3 separate regions of the Zea mays genome follow, and regions 1 and 3 are each linked to region 2. A link is a contact called in public Hi-C data. All regions are on one chromosome and are shown on one strand. The core of a region is the stretch at or near the end of the contact, and the rest is flanking DNA. Distances in the headings are between cores, read along the strand shown. Region 1 holds the start of LOC100192760 (myosin heavy chain). Region 2 holds the start of LOC100276232 (Heavy metal transport/detoxification superfamily protein). Region 3 holds the start of LOC103650814 (unconventional prefoldin RPB5 interactor).

Evidence for each region. A called contact is a pair of places that touch in the nucleus more often than the background predicts.
Region 1: a Hi-C map of tassel shows a contact between it and region 2, with 2.8 times the contacts expected there. The contact joins the promoter of LOC100192760 here to the promoter of LOC100276232 in region 2. A contact is called at or near these places in 3 of 25 Hi-C or Micro-C datasets (ear, leaf and tassel).
Region 3: a Hi-C map of tassel shows a contact between it and region 2, with 3 times the contacts expected there. The contact joins the promoter of LOC103650814 here to the promoter of LOC100276232 in region 2. A contact is called at or near these places in 3 of 25 Hi-C or Micro-C datasets (ear, endosperm and tassel).

What each region holds. Positions count from the first base shown.
Region 1 is chr3:158,567,124-158,569,849 of Zm-B73-REFERENCE-NAM-5.0, reverse strand. It overlaps LOC100192760 (myosin heavy chain), which reads right to left and starts at 1,307. Exons shown (of 17, transcript NM_001309857.1): 1 at 793-1,307; 2 at 267-451. The coding sequence starts at 1,161.
Region 2 is chr3:159,094,976-159,097,675 of Zm-B73-REFERENCE-NAM-5.0, reverse strand. LOC100276232 (Heavy metal transport/detoxification superfamily protein) reads right to left here and starts at 1,450. Exons shown (of 3, transcript NM_001150070.2): 1 at 1,234-1,450. The coding sequence starts at 1,398.
Region 3 is chr3:158,361,462-158,364,161 of Zm-B73-REFERENCE-NAM-5.0, reverse strand. LOC103650814 (unconventional prefoldin RPB5 interactor) reads left to right here and starts at 1,432. Exons shown (of 11, transcript XM_008676390.4): 1 at 1,432-2,086. The coding sequence starts at 1,883.

The DNA of each region.
Region 1 (2,726 bases), core at 58-2,557, 530 kb after region 2:
GCCATATGTTATTGGCGACAATGTTTACATTGATGCAACGATACATAAATGCTAATTCAGACTAAACCCCATAGCAAGAGCGGACAGATGCAGTAAGTTAGTGGCATCTGGCATACTAGCATCACTGCTTCCAAAGAGTGGTACAAGTAAATTCAGTTAGTTTTGTTCCATTTGGTGCGACCACTGATCATGCAATCATTTAGACTAGTCTATTTTTAGGGTGCAACCTATATTCCACGTCTTTGAGGGAAATGTAACAAGTGTACCTTTTCGGTCGAGTGCGATCCGCTGGAGGCTCCACAGCCACCGGTGGAATAGGGGACGGTGTTCGCAGCGTCGTGTTGGTTTTGATTGGCGGCACCACTGTGGTGGTGGGTCGTGATGCAACAGCTGGCCTGCCTGCCGATGATGAGCGGGCCGTAGGAGGTGGCTCTACAATATTCCGACCTAACTAATGAAAACATGAGGAGATCGAATTAGCAGGAGGCCACAGAACAGCAGTTAGCAAATTGAGTAGACCTGAGAACCTGAGACACTAACACACTGCACTGATCAATTTTCCCTAAATTCTGGCTCTAAATTATTTGACGAGCATTACTAGAAGGTGATCTAGCACTAGCGAGAGGGAACTATCTTCATTTGAAATTTCATCCAATCATGGACGTTTCCGTAATAATTTGGCCTCGGTTTGACCAATTTGGACTAGTTTGCGCACAGCAGCCCGGAACGGGCGTTTCCTAAACGGGGAGGCAGCATCATTGGCGACGAGCAAGAGATCCGGAAGGAAAATACCGCAGGAGAGGGAGATCTCGCGGAGCGTCCAAGCAGGGACACGCCGTTGCTGCCGTGCGCCACTCTTCCACTTCCGAACCTCCCAGGAGCCGGGGGCGGGTAGTCATCGTCGTCGTCATCGTCGCCGGCGGCCGCGGCGGCGTTCTGCGAGGCCATGACCTGCGCGAGCCTCGCGGCCGCGGCGCGCGCGGCGACGTTCTGCGTGCGGCGGATGTTGGAGGTGCCGGGCGCGCCCGCGGCGGAGGCAGCGGAGGAGGTGGAGGAGGAGCGGTGGTGCGAGGGGGAGACGCCGCCGGGGGAGGAGGAGCCCGTGCTGCTGCCGCTCCGCTGCCGCCCGTAGACGGGGCTTCCCGCCCGGAGACGGTCCATGCTGCGGCTCGCCGGTGGGATCTGGGCCGGCGGGCGGGCGGCTGCGGCGCGGAGATGGCGATGCCGGGGCGAGGGAGAGTGGGAAGGAAGTGGGGGAGAGCACGCTCGCGACGCCGCTGGAGAGCTTTCAGTTTTTGCTCTTCTTGCAGTTTGCCCCCTCCTACTCTGTCGATCTTTTTTTTGGAGGGCAACTCTCCTGCCTGCCAATTTATGGCCCTGTTTGTTTCGGCTTCTGACAGCTTCTGGCCACCAAAAGCTGCTGCGGACTGCCAAACGCTCAGCTTTTCAGCCAGCTTCTATAAAATTTGTTGGGGCAAAAACCATCTAAAATCAACATAAATACATAATCGCTTGAGTCGTTGTAATAGTAGGAATTCGTCACTTTCTAAATCCTGAGCCCTATGAACAACTTTATATTCCTACACCCGTAATCGTAATGATACTCAGATTCTCCACACAGCCAGATTCTCTCCACAGCCAGATTTTCAGAAAAGCTGGTCAGAAAAAAGCTGAACCAAACAGTCCCTATGTTTGTTCCGTACCCCTTTTTGCGCTCTTTTTGGGTGGTTCGATTCATTCCACAGGGTCAAATGCAGAGAAATTTTGATGATTTTTTTTCTGCCCCTCCAACTGCAAATCGACTTTGACATTATTGCTATGATGTACTCTCGCCTTGTTACTTGAGAACTAATATAGATCCTAGGACTGGGTATCAAGCCAGCTCGACTGATGTCGAGTTGGCTCGTTAACGTAACGAGCGGACTCGGTTCGCCTTTTTGCAAGCTCAAACTAGCTCGAGAGCCACAATAAATAATAATATACATGTATATTTACAAAAATATAATCAATTGCTAGTTGATTTTATACTAATTTAACACTAGATAGAATAATGATAATGCTCATAATTTCATACTAGCTGAGTGCTCGTGCGTTGCAACGGAAATATATAATATCAGTATACTACGATAACTTATATACAAATGTGTGTTATATTGTTATGAGAAAATATTTTATAATCAATTTATGATCTTAGTTATACATAAATTTTGTTATTTTAATCTAGTTGTTTCACCACTACATTGCAACCATCAGTATCATGTAGATTTCGATATATGTCATGATTTGTATGGTCTCATTATTGGAGAGCACGTTCCACACATGCCGGAAGAAATTTTCTCGTACATCGTTAGTCATCAGACACACACCACCATACGCTCTTGCTTAAACAAAAGGTAAGTGTGTGTGTTTGCGAAGAGAATTAAAGGCAGACCGGCACAAAAGGTACCCTGACGATGGCGAGGATAACGAACTGGTCACTGTTGTCGATCCTCCTCTGCGTCACCTCCGGCGCCAAGATAACGCCACAATCCTCGATATAGTAGTCGTCGAACGCGCGCGACATGGCGAGTACCGATGACTCTTGGTTGGGCTGCAAAATGAAGTGCACCCCGGACTCATCAGCGAGGTAGTACCCCTGGCCGTTGCACCACCGGATGCGCTACTTCACTACATACATCATGTTCGAGGACACTCACACAACGTCAGTAACGTCCATCGTCCCAGCG
Region 2 (2,700 bases), core at 201-2,700:
GATTAAGAAATATAATGTTCGGTCATAGCAGCTAGCTAACTGATGATGGTGAAATACTGTAAATGACTGAGTCAAATATAATGGTCAAAAACACACACTGCACATGCAGGCAGGAACGCCCGCCAGTATATCATATGATGTTGGGATGAGAAGGAGAAGCGTGTGCGCTTAATTAATTTATTATTATCAGGTCAAAGGAAGCGTGTGCAAGCGTAGTTGGTGAGGGGGTTATAAACGAGGAGCATTCATCAGGCATGGCGGCTGCCTGTACAGTGAACCTGCTCGTGCCTTAGCCTATTCGTCTACTGCCTGGCATGCTCACCGGTCAAAGACAGACGGTTTCACTTTCACCTTCGTTATGGGCTCCTGGCCGCCAGACAAGCAGCTCGAGCTCTCTCCCGGCAACAGCCAACAGCTAATAACAGCTCATCAGCTGTGGCCGAGAACGGCGCAACAAACAAGTGGCTGCAATAGCATAGCATTGCATTGCATTGCATAGAGCGGCGCAAGAAACAGGCTACAGGCGCTGCATGCGTGCCCGGTGTCTGCTACCAGCAGATTCAGTCTCTTGGTCTTGCCAACAAGTTACTGCCATTGATTTGCATGTGGACAAGAACAATAATGTGTAGCTCACAGATTCTCATCTCCAGGATCATCAGAGCAAGTTAAAAGATACTACAGTAGAAAGAAAGAGAGACAGACAGACAGACAGGGAAGCAAACTTGCTCCCTGCACTGGAGTTGTTTGGCGGATTGGCACTAAGCCACTAACAGTAACAGGGGCTGGACTTCTCACCTTTACGCTAAAAGCCGGACTGGGAGGGCAAAAAGCGACCGGGTCCCTTTTGAGAATCCAAGGAGATCAAACCAGCAGCCAGGCTCCAGCATCTCTCTCTTCCTCTTCTCCCTCGATGTGTGCAGTGGAACAACGGACACTGAACGTGTGGAGATGGAGACTGTCTGTCGAAATGCGGTGAAGGATGGAGTGACTTTACTGTGCTACGACACTACCACTGAAGCCTGAACAGCAAAGGCTAGCATCATATCCTCAACGAGGCAGGAAGGAGAGAGCACAGAGTCCTGCTCCGGCAGAAAGACAGAGTCGCTAGCAGAGTGATTGATAGTCGCAGCTGGGTTTCAAGAACCCAACGACATGCAAGCCATTGCGGAGTTCTCATTTCTTGGCGCTGATCAGCTTGCTGGCAATGATGAGGAAGAAAGGGAGAGCGCGTACCGATGGGAGGGAGAGATCTTCCGCAAACCTCAGAGCCTGTAGCTTGCTTGGCGTGCTGCTGACGGTTGCGTCCGACGAGGCGCCGAAGCTCCGCTTGGAGGAGGAGGAGGAGGACTCACTCCCCCTGTCGTCTTCATTCCCTCCGTGCTCCAGCTCCATGTCCATGGCGGCGTGCGCGTGGGCTCTTCTTGATGCTTGAGCTCCCCCTCCCTTTCCTGTCCGGCGACAGCACCCAAGGCTTCTCCTTTTTATACTAGCTATTCTAGACATGGAGAGAGAGAGAGAGAGAGGATCCCATGTCACAACAGTTACTTGTTGAGACCACGCTTTGAGAGGTCTGATATATTTTAGGCACTTGTGAATGAGGTTAGGTGTAGGAAGGTGAACTCCAGCAATCAGGCTTATTTGCTGAGGGATCTCCTTTCCAAAGACCCACCCAGCCCAGGCACAGTGTGGCATGGTCATTCACTTCCATAGTTTCATTGGATGACTAGGATTTACATGTATGTATGATGTCACTTGTCTTGGAGGCTAGTGCCATTTTACAAATGAAGGAGGGGCCCACCATGTATTGGATTCCTCCCCCTTCTTTGTTTTCACTGTTACAGTAACAGATTAAGAAATCACCACATCAGGGGAGGTTACTTGCAGTGCGAAAAGTAAAAGAGAGAGAGAGAGAGAAAGGTTTCCGAAGTCTAAAATGGTCGTCATGGACGGTGGAATGTGACATTGGAACAACAAAACACACAGTCAGGACCTCTCCAGAATCCACATTTTCGGAACTTTTGAAGTTTCTGCAAGGAAATCCTCCTGCAGCTATGCATATTTCACACACGGGGGGAAAAAAAAGAGAAGGTTCCAGTTCTTGGCACCTTATAGCGTGATGATTTTAAAATGTACTAGGTAGAGTTGATACTGAGAATAACGAATTGCTCTTTAGGCACACCTATATAGTATGTAGTTTTTGCTACATATTTTATCTAGTGTCTTTAACTATTCTCTGTTAGCATGGAATGGTTGGCCATATACACTATAATGCTCCATCCTTCAAACTTACAACAAAAAGGCCAGGATAAGAGACACCGTGATACTGTTCTTTAAACGGTAGGCAAAGAAGAACCATCAATCTCCCAAACCCGAGAAGACCAGAATTAAAAAAAGCAAAATCCCAAGATCATAGCTGGCATGCATTCAGTGTTAACCAATACTGAAAGTACGATGGAGAGAAGATATGACAAAGGGGGGGATTTAGACATATACAGAAACCACTGAAAATCCATCTTAATGGCTCAATGCAATCCAGCGGAAAATTTTATTCTGGAAACATGGAAGGAAACTGAAAACCAAATGGCCTAGAATCTCCAAAAAACAAGGATGTCAAAAGACTGAACCCTGACTGACGCTATACACTAGACAGAGATACACCCTGATTGGATAAGCAGCTATCGTTGTCTTTTGTACTTGCGC
Region 3 (2,700 bases), core at 183-2,682, 730 kb after region 2:
ATAAAATTACCATCCCACCATAAAAATATCACTACAGCTGAGCCACAAAAACTACAACTATGAATCAATTTCAGGAAAGTGTAGATCCAAACTTAAAACAAAAAATTCGTACAAAGGCATCTCTATATTGTATCTTCACTCAATATCTACTCATGTGGAGTCTATAAAAAATTGTACTTTGGATTATCTATACAAAAAATTTGTACAAAGGCATATCATATTGTATCTTCACTCAATATCTACTCATGTGGAGTCTATAAAAAAATTGTACTTTGGGTTATCTATAAATGAGTTATAGATTTTAAAACTATTTAACAAACATAAACCTAGATAAATATATAACTCAGTCATATATGATGAGCACGAAAGTTTTACTATAGCTCAAACATGCATTGTTTCACCCACACCCTAAAAATTTCACTACAATCATATCATAGAAAACACAACTATGAATTAATTATAAAAAACATATATAAACAAAAACTTGTTTATTAAAGTATAACTAGTCAGTCACCTGTGTATTGTCATGGTTTTTATATATCATATGAGCAGACTTTGTTTTAATAAAACACAAAAATATGTGTTCTATTGGTTAGGTGAGTGTGAATGTGTAGCTAATAGCTAAGATTCAAACCTCGAATTTATGCATAATTTACTTTATTTTTGCATTGAGCGGGAAGGAGATCCGTGACGCAGGACGACCGTTGAAACTGGTGTTTTATATAGTAGAGATAAGTTTTACGCGCAAGGCTTTCAATGCATGGTGGAAACTGGTGATCTAAGTAGAGATAAGTGTAAGGGTTCTTTTGCAAAATCAACAATCGTAAGAACCGTTGAACCATGTAAACTAGTATTTTAATATTGAAGACATATGTCATATGTTCATTATGCATATTCTACTCGGTAAGGCTAACATAATTAATTTTTCCATTTTATTTCTGTGATATATTATGATTTTTATAAATTCTGACAAACCAAACATAAAAGAAGAAGAAAAACCACTGAGAGAAACATCCACGATTTTGATAGATGAGAGAAGAACTATTTTTGGTCTTATAATTTCTAGTATCTTGGATCCTTTGGAAGCATCACAATGCTTGTGTTTTTATGAGGTTTTTCCTAATATTTCCAAGCTCTTTTTAGACCTTAAAGGTGAGGCTAGTTTATAATGTATGGCTGGTGAGGTGAAGGTGTTGGAGTTGTAGCCTTTTTAGAGTTTTTGGGTTTTGGTGTCTGTTTGTGCCTGCCTTGGTGCAGTTTGTACTTACTTATTTTTAGGCTTCTTTTCTTTTTAATATAATGATTTACATCTCTGTTTGAGAAAAAAAACTTAGAAAAACTGACTTTTTTGGATAGTTGAGAAACACAAAATAAACTTTTTTTTTGTTACCCCCTCCCTCCTCCGCTCCTCGTGCGGTCTGCCGGCCTTGCACGTTGCGTCCCAGCGCCCTAGGTTGGGCCATCGAGACGTTATTGGGCTGCAAAAAAAAAATATTGAGCTGGGCCGCTGGTGCGTACTGGCACCGGGGTTGTCCGGCGGAGCTCCCACTCCGCCACCGCCGCCTCCCGTTTGTTCTCAAGATTCTCTCCCGCCACCGCTCCGAGTCCCAACCTCCATCGACGGGGAGGCGTCCTCCATCCGGGCCGGTTAGATTCATCGCTTTGTAGCTGGTCCTCGTCGTTTCCCTCTGCTGTGGTGGGAGAAGCGACTCGCGCGCGCGATCGGCCAACAAATTAAGCACGGGGCAGGGCCGTACGCAGGAGGCGAGCTCTAGGGCTCTCCGGGGAGAAGGTTGCCAGGCACGCCAGGTGAACGCCGTACTGAGTTTGCAGTCCGGGACGTAGCGCGTTCTCTGGTCGGGAGGTGGGGAAGCGGAGAGCGATGGCTGCGCCGAGGAAGGGGACGGCGACGCCACTGGGCGCCGTATTCTCGCCAGAGGAGACGAAGAGGGCCGTGGCGAGGGTGGCCGAGTCCATCGCTGGCCGCCGCGCCGAGCTCGGGCACCTACTGGGCTTCGTCGCCGACAACGCGGCCCTCGTCTCCCTCGTCAACAGGCTCCCAGTCGAACTCTCCCACGAAATCATGGTCCTTACCTTCTATACCTCAAGTATGAACTAGCAGCTATCTGTGTCTTCTTCTACAAAAATGGTACTTCACCTGCTATTTTCAATTTCCTCATTTTTTGGTGACTGAAGTCCGTGGGGAATAATTGGTATTTTGCCACTCAGATCATTGCCTCCTTAATTTTCTGTCTATGATTAGTGAGTCCATTTGTGTCTATGATTTGTAGGTCTGATGACAAATTTTCGAGACCCACTAACAATAATGGCAAAATAGCAAATCTCTCAGTTTGGTAGCACGAAAACTGAAGTATGTACCTAGTTACTGGTACTAGTAATTTGTCTCTTGTCGTCCGCTTTTAGGCTGTCTTTAGTGGATCGTGTAAAATAGGGGGCACGACATTGAGTGAAGCTTGAAATATGGGATGAGATAGGAGAGTTGCTGGAGACAGCCTTAGGCATTGGGCGTATTGTAGCTATACATAATAACTAATTAGTTCAATGACTAGATTTACATTCTCAATTGATTTCAGAGCTTGAGGGGATTCCTTTTGTTGTTCTGTAGGGAAATATAGATCTCTTAATTTCAACCTTGTGTGCTTTACTGCTTTAAATATTTTTCAACAAGATTTTTTTGTC